Regions from separate parts of the Sus scrofa genome. Here all the other regions are linked to region 2. The links are chromatin contacts, called in public HiChIP or PLAC-seq maps. All regions are on one chromosome and are shown on one strand. The core of a region is the stretch at or near the end of the contact, and the rest is flanking DNA. Distances in the headings are between cores, read along the strand shown. Region 1 has its middle 22 kb from the start of ETV3. Region 2 overlaps FCRL5 (Fc receptor-like protein 5). Region 3 has its middle 9.7 kb from the start of ETV3L.

Region 1 (2,700 bases), core at 148-2,647, 310 kb before region 2:
GGAGCCCTGGAAAAGGCAGGCCTGGATGTGAACCTGAATCTGGGCTGTTGGAGGAAGGAGTCAAGCTGACTCCAGGTTTCAAGCCCGGGTGAGCAGGGGAGAGAAGGGTGGACCTGCTGGCCGAGAACAGGAAGTTGGGAGATTGGATGGCTTGGGGTTGAAAAGAAAGTGGAAGAGGAGATGCAAAGGTCAGGTTTAGGCAGGTGGTGATAGAGGCATGAGGACACTGGAACTAGGATTCCGTGCTGTGAAAAATCCACTGGCAGCTCCCCCACCCCCTCTCCACACGGACTGGCTTGTGACCTGACGTCAAAGTCCCTGCCCTGGACTTGTTACTAATGGGAGACCTGAGACACACCCAGGAAACCACAGTGCTTAGAACACTTACACAGCCACCTTTCAGCACCCAGAAGAGAAAAGGGTGTCTGGTCATTGTGGCGGCGATGAGGAGCCCTGGAGTGAGGGGGTGGGGAGAGGTCCGTCTAGGAGAGCTTCCTGGAGGAGGAGGAGGAGGAGGAGGAGGAGGCTCAGCCTTGGTCAGGAAGGGCAGCTAGCTGCAAAGAGGGAGACAGAATGTGGGGTGGGGGTGCTCACTGAGGAAAGAGGAGGCTTCCCGTCCTTGGCTGGGATTCTGGACCCGGTCCCCTAAGCCGTCAGCGGGAGTGCTGGAGAAGAGACACATCACAGCTGTTGTGAGGGGGCTCGGAACGAGATCTCTAGGGAGACAGGACAAGAATAACTCTTCTAATGCCCAGCACCATCCCATGCTCGCTGCCTTCTCTCCTGCGGAGGCTTTGCTTTCTGCCACGTGGACACCCCTCACTCTCACTCCCTCTTTTGCTTTCCCCAGCTTTCCACCCCAGCAGACTGTGGGGAGGCGGGACCACCACGTCCCAGCGTGTGGGGGAGAGGGGGCTTTGCCAGCGGTCTCCTCCCTCCCCTCAGCCCATCACGATTCCTTCCTCCTGGTCCTGCGGAGGTGCCGTCTGTGTCTCCCGGCCCCCAGCCCGCTCCCTCCACTGTGCCCCCAGCCCTCACCCTCTCCCCTGAGCAGAACGGCAGTGATAAACCTGCTACCCACGAAGTCTTCACTTCCTGAGGTTGAACGAGGTCACCTCTCTCCCTCTAGGGCTTGGGCCCTGCTCCCTGGTGTCTTCCCAGCCCCCCTCCTTGGCATGCCCATCCCCTCTGCTGTCCCGAGGGCTCTGCAGCAACCTGGCCTGGCCTGGCCTGGTGGGGTTGGGAGTCCTGGCGGGGTTGGGAGTCCTGGCGGGGCTGGGAGTCCTGGCGGGGCTGACAGTCCTGGCGGGAGGGGAAGCTCAGTTTCTGGGATTTCCCCGGCCTCCGGCCAGCAGGAAGTCGGCCTGGGAGAGAGAGGGGAAACCTTATTCTTGGCTCCCAGCCAGCTGCTAAGCATGACCAAAGTTCAGGGGAGGAGCCTCTTTCCCTGGTCAGCTGGGGACTCCCACTGACCTCTGCTATTCAGGTTTGGGGGTTTAGGCCTCAGAGGCCCAGACAGCAGTGTGAGAGGAGGGCCAAGAGGGCCAGGGAGGCGCTGGATGCTGTGGCTGAGAGAGCCTGGGGGCTCACCCCACCTGCACACCCCATCCTGGCCTTCCCTGTCCCTTGGCTCCTGGGGCAGTGGGGTGGGGGCCGTGTGGTCGTCTCCTCTCCCTGATGCGTGTATGCCAGGTGGATGTGGCCTGGGCACGGAGCCCCGATAAGGGGCCGCAGCAGCACCGCCCTCCCCAGCCCTGCAGGACCCCATGTGGCCCAGAGCAGAGTGGGCGAGTGTGCAGGGTCCACCCATCTCATGCTGACACATCCAGGGATTGGGGGCAGGAAAGGAGGGAACCTGGAATCATTTCTGCTGATGCCTCAATTTTGCCCTCTCCAGGGCTGCTGCAGCTGGAAGGTGATAAACCCTGCGAGTGGGGCCGTGGGGGACCTGCCTCCTTTCCCAGTGGCTCTGAGCGGGGGTTAAGGTCTCCCTCTCCTCTCCCAATCTCGCCTCTGCCCATACTCCCTGGTTGCCCTGTTCCCTGGCTCCAAATGAGCCCCTGGGGACCCCCTCAGCAGCAAACACAACAGGGAAAGAGCAAGAGCCGGCCCACGGGGAGCAGGGCAGACAACACTGTGACTGTGCACATTCTGCACCCCCGCCCCCCCGCCCTCAGGGCCCCCCCCCACCTCCCACTCCTCCACCCTCCAAACCCGGGTGGGGGCCCTTTCAGAGCTCTTGGGGCTGGGCTGTCCCACCCGACTTCAGCTTTGGCAGAGGACAGAGAGAGAGAGACAGAGAAAGAGAGACAGAGACACAGAGAGAAACAGAGACAGAGAGAGAGAGGGAGAGAGAAACAGAGACAGAGAGACAGAGGAAGGAAGAGAGAGAGAGCTATAACAAGAGGGCAAACATGTGTGGGAAAGAGCCACTGTGCAGGCTGGGGTTGGTGTCAGCCGGGTTGGGCGGCCCTGGGGAGCCAAGATCTGGGAGTTTCCAAGGATGGAGGAAAACGCTAGGCCATCGCCCCCTGGTGGATAGTGTTGCAGCTGCAGCCACCCAGAGCCAGGTTCTGCGGCTGTGGCCACCTGGGCGGTCTTTCCTGGACATTTGGAGATGGAGCGGAGAGCACAGCCCTGCACAAGACCCAGGCAAGGTCTGCACTAGAAAGAGTTGGGCTTGAGAACTGTACAGGAACC
Region 2 (2,700 bases), core at 157-2,656:
GATAAAAGCCTGTATTAAGTCAGTGGTAGTGGGTACGGAGAGGAGGAGGTGATTTGAGAGGTATTTTGGAAATAATGTTGACTGGATTGGCTTGGGTGACCAATTCAATGTAGAAATTCAGGGATGGCTATGTATCTGCTGCCTTGGGTAAGAAAAAGGAGGAGGGATGGAAGGGAGGGAGAGAGGGAGGGGAGGAGAAAGAGAACAGAGGGATGAGAGCAAGTTTTGTGGGGACGACTGATTGGATTTCATGTTGTATTTGAGATATCTGCAGGTCATGCAGGTTTTGAACAAGACACAGTATTCATCTCAAACTGACACACACAACTCTTAGTAGTGATTTTATTGGTATTGTTTAAAAAACCCTCTGAGATCAAGGGACACATATTGCACTTTGCTGGGTTAAGAGAGCAGATAATGATATCGATGAATTTGTAGAGGTGATGTTTATTCATCAGGGAGATTAATAGATATCCAATTTGATAACCTTTCATTGATAACCAGGTGAATGCCAGACACCATGCTCACCCCTTCAGCTTTGCTTTTAAGAACTCTCAGTCTTGTTAGGGAAACACAAAAATGCACACATCTCTGTAGCAGAGGTGCCATGTAGAGGAAAGAGCACCGCCCTGGGTGCCAGGACTCCTGGGTTTATTTTCGTGTGCACTTCGCCACTAACAGGTTGTGTGATTTTCAGTTAGTGGCTCTTCCTCTCTGGTTCTCAATTTCCAACCACAAAATTGGAGAAGTGGCCTAGATAAACTCAAAATTTCCCCCCAAACATCAACCATCATTGATTTGAGCATCAGTATAAAAGTGCTGTGGGAGCCCAAAGAAGAAACAGACTGCTTCTGGGAGGGTGGAGGATGGGCCATTGAGTTGGAGCTCAAAGAATGAGCAGGGTTTCAGCAAATGCAAATGATGGGAAAGTACTTCTAGAAAGAGGAAGTGCAGAAAGGCTACATTAGAAAATAGGGAAGGGACCGTAGGTTGTGGAGAGCGATGATTATGAGAAAGGCTGGAGAGGGAAGTGGGCGCTGAATGGAGAGGGCTAAAGGGTGCATTATTCACTCTGTATTCATCCCCTTTTTGGGAAAGTGTGAGGCCTGAGGTGGGGAAGCAAGCTGGTGGCAGCTACTTTTTCCTGACCCAGGGAGGCTGATGAAACCCAGTGTGTTGCAGAGAAGTTCTCTCAGCAACAGCTGCTGAGGATGTTCTAGTGAAAGGATGGTGCAGGGAGCCTGTGATCTGCATGAGTGGCCCCCATGGAGTTGGGCGGTGGGCAACCAGAGCACGTGCTGCTTCCCCATGGGCCTCTGCCAAGAACTTTGGAGCTTGGGTACTCAATATGGTCCTAGGAGCAGTAGCATCAGCACCATGTGCGAGTTTGTCATAGATGCAGGATCTTAGCCACCACCCAAACCCGGTGAATCAGAGTGTGCCTTTTCACAAGGTCCCCAGCTGACCCATAAGCACTTTTAAGTTTGAGAAGCTTTCCTGCTTTCTGAGAGCAGGTTGTCAGGTGCAGTCCTCATTGAGGAAAGATAGGGGTGTGCATGGGAATAGGACTCAGTATAGTGACCAAAGCTGAAGCCCACTGAGGAAGCCAGGTGATGTGATGCGCCCTGGATTGGGAGCAACATGTCATTAGAAAAAAAGGACCATGGTGCCAGAGCTGTCACTTCAGAAGTAGATGGAGTTCCTTCAGGGCCCTCTGGTCTGTTCAGACTGGTGCACAGCCCACTTGATGTGGCATGGGGTGGTTTTACATCTTCTCACATGGATGTCCCTTCTCCCCCAAGGATGGCTTTGGGCTGCAGAAGCTGACATAGCAGTTGGGAGCTGTGTGGACTCATCTGTGAGGAGTGGATGAATCCAAGAGCTGGGGCTTAGGGGCTGGGGCTGAAGCCACCTTCACCTGCGAGTAGATGACACAGGCATCCTGGGGGGAAGAGCACACAGGTTGAGGGAGAGCTGGCGGGCCCGAGGTGGGAGGGTACATAGGTTGTGGGACTCACCTTGTCGTTGAGAAGCTCTGGTGCGGAGGCCACTGTGGAAAGAAGGGAGGTGTTCAGCTGGGAGCTCAGAACTCTCTCCGCAAGCCCATGCTGTCGGCCCAGTCCCAGCCATCTCTCTGGGGCCCCCTCAGCCTCACAGCTTCCACCGACTCTCTCCTCAACATCCTTTCACTCTTTGTTCCCCACACTGAGCTCTCCAGGGGCTCTCAAAAGGAAGGAATCTACCTTTTATCTTGTTCGTGCTTTGATTATAGATTCTTAGCATTTGTTATGGAGAAGCATCCTGGCCTGGAGCAGAGGCAGGGTGGTGATTTAGAACAGACTCCAAGCCCGGAACACCCCAGACTGAGCCCTGGGTTGGCGAGCTACCTCTGAGGCCCTGGGCAATCCACTCAGTACACTCAATATCTCCTGCCTCGATGGTCTCATCTGTATGATGGGAATAATGATATCATTTACCTATAGTGTTACTGTAAATTTATATTTGTATGTGTGTGATTTCTAATATCTATTATGTGTTGAGCAGTTCCAATGTGCAGGTACAACTCTGAGTGCTATAAGCAAACTATAAATAAGTGTGTGTATATATTTATGGCACATATTTTCTTTATATTTTGTCTTTTTAGGGCCACACCCTTGGCATATGGAGGTTCTCAGGCTAGGGGTCCAATTGCAGCTATAG
Region 3 (2,700 bases), core at 54-2,553, 360 kb before region 2:
CAGATACTTACCTTCTCCCCTACCCCCCAGCCCCTTGTCTCTGACTCTGGCCCCTGGGGGTCCCTGGGGGCCGTGGGATATAAAAGGTTTGTGTAACTCCGTGGAGTAGAAATCCAAACCCAGACACCCCTATGCACTACCCCCAGACCCGGCAGGAAGGGCAGTTAAAAATCATGGAGGGGGAGTTCTTGTCGTGGCTCAGTGGTTAACGAATCCGACTGGGAACCATGAGATTGTGGGTTCGATCCCTGGCCTTGCTCTGTGGGTTAAGGATCCGGCATTGCCGTGAGCTGTGGTGTAGGTTGCAGACGCAGCTCGGATCCCACGTTGCTGTGGCTCTGGCGTAGGCCGGTGGCTACAGCTCCAATTAGACCCCTAGCCTGGGAACCTCCATATGCCACGAGAGCAGCCCGAGAAAAGGCAAAAAGACCAAAAAAAGAAAAAAAAAATATATATCATGGGGAATGTTGCAGACCCCTCAGGGACCCAGGGGTTGTGGGGTGGGAACAGGGGTGTCAGGAGAGCAGCTTGTAGCCCAGAGCCAGCCCTCCCTCAGTCTGGCCCCCTCCAAGTCTCTGTTTCACTTTGTGTTTGACCTTTAATCTTCAGCTCGTTTCCTCCTTCATAGAGTTTCCCTCCTCTACCCTCTTGAGTCTCATTCTTCCTCCTTTCCATTTCCCCAGCGCCATTCACTTTCTTGTCTCTCTCCTATCCATCCTTTTTGGTCTCAGTTTCCCTTGGTCTTTCTGCTCCTGTCTTGTGTCTACAAATCCTGAAGTCTGTCCGTCTTGCCTCTCCTGTGCCCTTTTCCCCCTTAGATCGAGTCTGTGCCTCATCACCTCGCACCCAGCCTGCCCTCCGTGGCTCTATCTCTGGCTCTGATTGTCACTTTGTTTTCTTACCTCTTACTGTTTTCCCCCTGCCCTCCTGTCTCTCACCCGTGTTCAGAGCTAGAAACTGAACCCAGGCTTCCCAGCTTCCTGGCCTGGCTCTTCCAGCCCCGCCCTGCCCAGCACCCTCGAGCTCTCCCCCAGCGCAGGCTCAGTGTCGGTTCCTTTCATCTCATTCCCATCAGCTGGGCCCCAGGGGATCCCCCTGCCTGGACACCCCCTGATCCTTCCCTTCATCATCCCCCCCACCCCCCGACCCAGGGGACAAGAAATCCCCTCCAGTAGGTGCTGAGGTGGCTGAGGTCCCAGGCCGGCCAGAGGAAGTGAAAGCTCCGGGCCAAGTGCTGAGCTGGGATGAGCTGGCAGGCCTGCCTGGGGCTGAGTAACAGGGACCAGGAATGCAGCAGGCAGCAGGCCTCCCGGGGCGCTCTCAGCAGCTGGGGGCCCCCTGACACCTTCTGACTCAGTCCCCAGCCCTCAGTGCCCTGTCTGCCTTCAGCCACCACCTCAGCTCTGGCCCTCGTCCTCAATCTTACCGTGAACTCCAACTTCAGCTTCCACTAAACCCAACCCCAGACTCTATCCATGTGCCCTGGACCTCTCTCCACGGGGCTCCAGTGCCCTTGAGCAGGGCGAGAAATGCATTGGAGGTGGAGTGGCAGCCACGCCACTCTTCCTCTTGGTAAGGGGATGGGGAGAGAGGCAGAACCTCTGCCATAGGAGCATCGCTTTCTGTGCGTGTCCAGCCTCACATGACTCACATCTGCCCCCACCGTCACAGGGGTGCTCCTGACCATGGGGCACACAAGCCCTTAGACTGCAGACTCCTTGGACCTGGTTCTTGAGGAAGAAGCCAGGAGTCCAAGGAAGTGAGGGAAGCAGGTGGATGGGGCAGAATCCCTTCACCTCCTCGGAGACTTCACTCCATCTCTGCCTGGCTCAGATGCGAGCACAGCCTTCGCTCTGCCCTCCCTGGGACCACCTCCTGCTCCTTCCCATGCCCATCCTGTGATGCCCACACCCTCGGTGTCCTCATCCCCTGCCCTGGCCACATGGATGGCAGCAGCGAGCTGGCTGAGACATGGAACTCCCTGTAGGTACAGACAACGGGACATGGGAACGGCTGAGCCTGTCATTCATTCAGCCCCCAGAGCCCGACTCAAGCCCATTAATCCCAGGAATCTTATCTGCCCCAGTGAGCCGACATCTGACCCCAGCTGTGCCCCTTCTGGGCAGAAGAGTCTGCTGCCGTGCCCGACCGGCTCCCTGTACGAGATCCCCTCCTCCTCTGCCCTGACGGGCCCAGTACCTGCCTCTGCGCTGTCCACACCTGGATGGAAGAGCCCGGTCCCCTCTTGGCTGTCATCCTCACCCAGTGCCTGGGTCTCCATTCTTCTCCCCCTTCCCAGTTGCCCCACGACTGGCTCCACAGCCGCCAAGAACCCCTTACCTCGGCGCAGCCACCAGCCCCAGTTCTGTCCAGCGGCTCCTTCTGGCGCACTCCTTGCCCAGAGACCCCTGGCTCGCTCATCACAAGCTGAGTTAGGGTTACTTAAAATGAGAGCAGGATCTCCAAGCTCCCAGGGGAGCCGATGTGGTTTTCAGACAATAGCATTAACCCTTCGGGGGCCAGTGGCACCACGGCCCTGAGCTCCCTCCACCTCTATTGGGGGGTGGGGTGGGAGGGAGTGTCTTTCCCTGGGTCCTTTGCATCCAGAGCCTACATCTGGGGCAGATGGCTCTTAAAACACAGAGACTGGTGAGAGAGCTACTTTTGCTTCAGTTTTAGGTAAAGGGACACTGAACTGCA

Evidence for each region. HiChIP or PLAC-seq counts read pairs in DNA pulled down with a chosen protein or histone mark.
Region 1: an H3K27ac HiChIP or PLAC-seq map of alveolar macrophages shows a contact between it and region 2. The contact joins two enhancer-like sites. A contact is called at or near these places in 1 of 47 Hi-C or Micro-C datasets (embryonic fibroblasts) and 1 of 2 datasets of contacts at active chromatin or transcription factors (alveolar macrophages).
Region 3: an H3K27ac HiChIP or PLAC-seq map of alveolar macrophages shows a contact between it and region 2. The contact joins two enhancer-like sites. A contact is called at or near these places in 1 of 47 Hi-C or Micro-C datasets (embryonic fibroblasts) and 1 of 2 datasets of contacts at active chromatin or transcription factors (alveolar macrophages).

The regions. Positions count from the first base shown.
Region 1 is chr4:92,941,373-92,944,072 of Sscrofa11.1, reverse strand. No RefSeq gene overlaps it. Among named protein-coding and RNA genes, the nearest start is that of ETV3, 22 kb to the left of the region's middle. Within about 2 kb of position 1,397, at least 47 of the 83 cell types and tissues checked have an H3K27ac peak or open chromatin away from gene starts, as enhancers often do. A contact at or near this core is called in alveolar macrophages, where this site is marked.
Region 2 is chr4:92,629,342-92,632,041 of Sscrofa11.1, reverse strand. FCRL5 (Fc receptor-like protein 5) reads right to left here. Exons shown (of 16, transcript XM_013996926.2): 15 at 2,019-2,050; 16 at 329-1,942. The coding sequence ends at 1,853. Among named protein-coding and RNA genes, the nearest start is that of FCRL5, 52 kb to the right of the region's middle. Within about 2 kb of position 1,406, at least 1 of the 83 cell types and tissues checked has an H3K27ac peak or open chromatin away from gene starts, as enhancers often do. A contact at or near this core is called in alveolar macrophages, where this site is marked.
Region 3 is chr4:92,994,239-92,996,938 of Sscrofa11.1, reverse strand. No RefSeq gene overlaps it. Among named protein-coding and RNA genes, the nearest start is that of ETV3L, 9.7 kb to the left of the region's middle. Within about 2 kb of position 1,303, at least 33 of the 83 cell types and tissues checked have an H3K27ac peak or open chromatin away from gene starts, as enhancers often do. A contact at or near this core is called in alveolar macrophages, where this site is marked.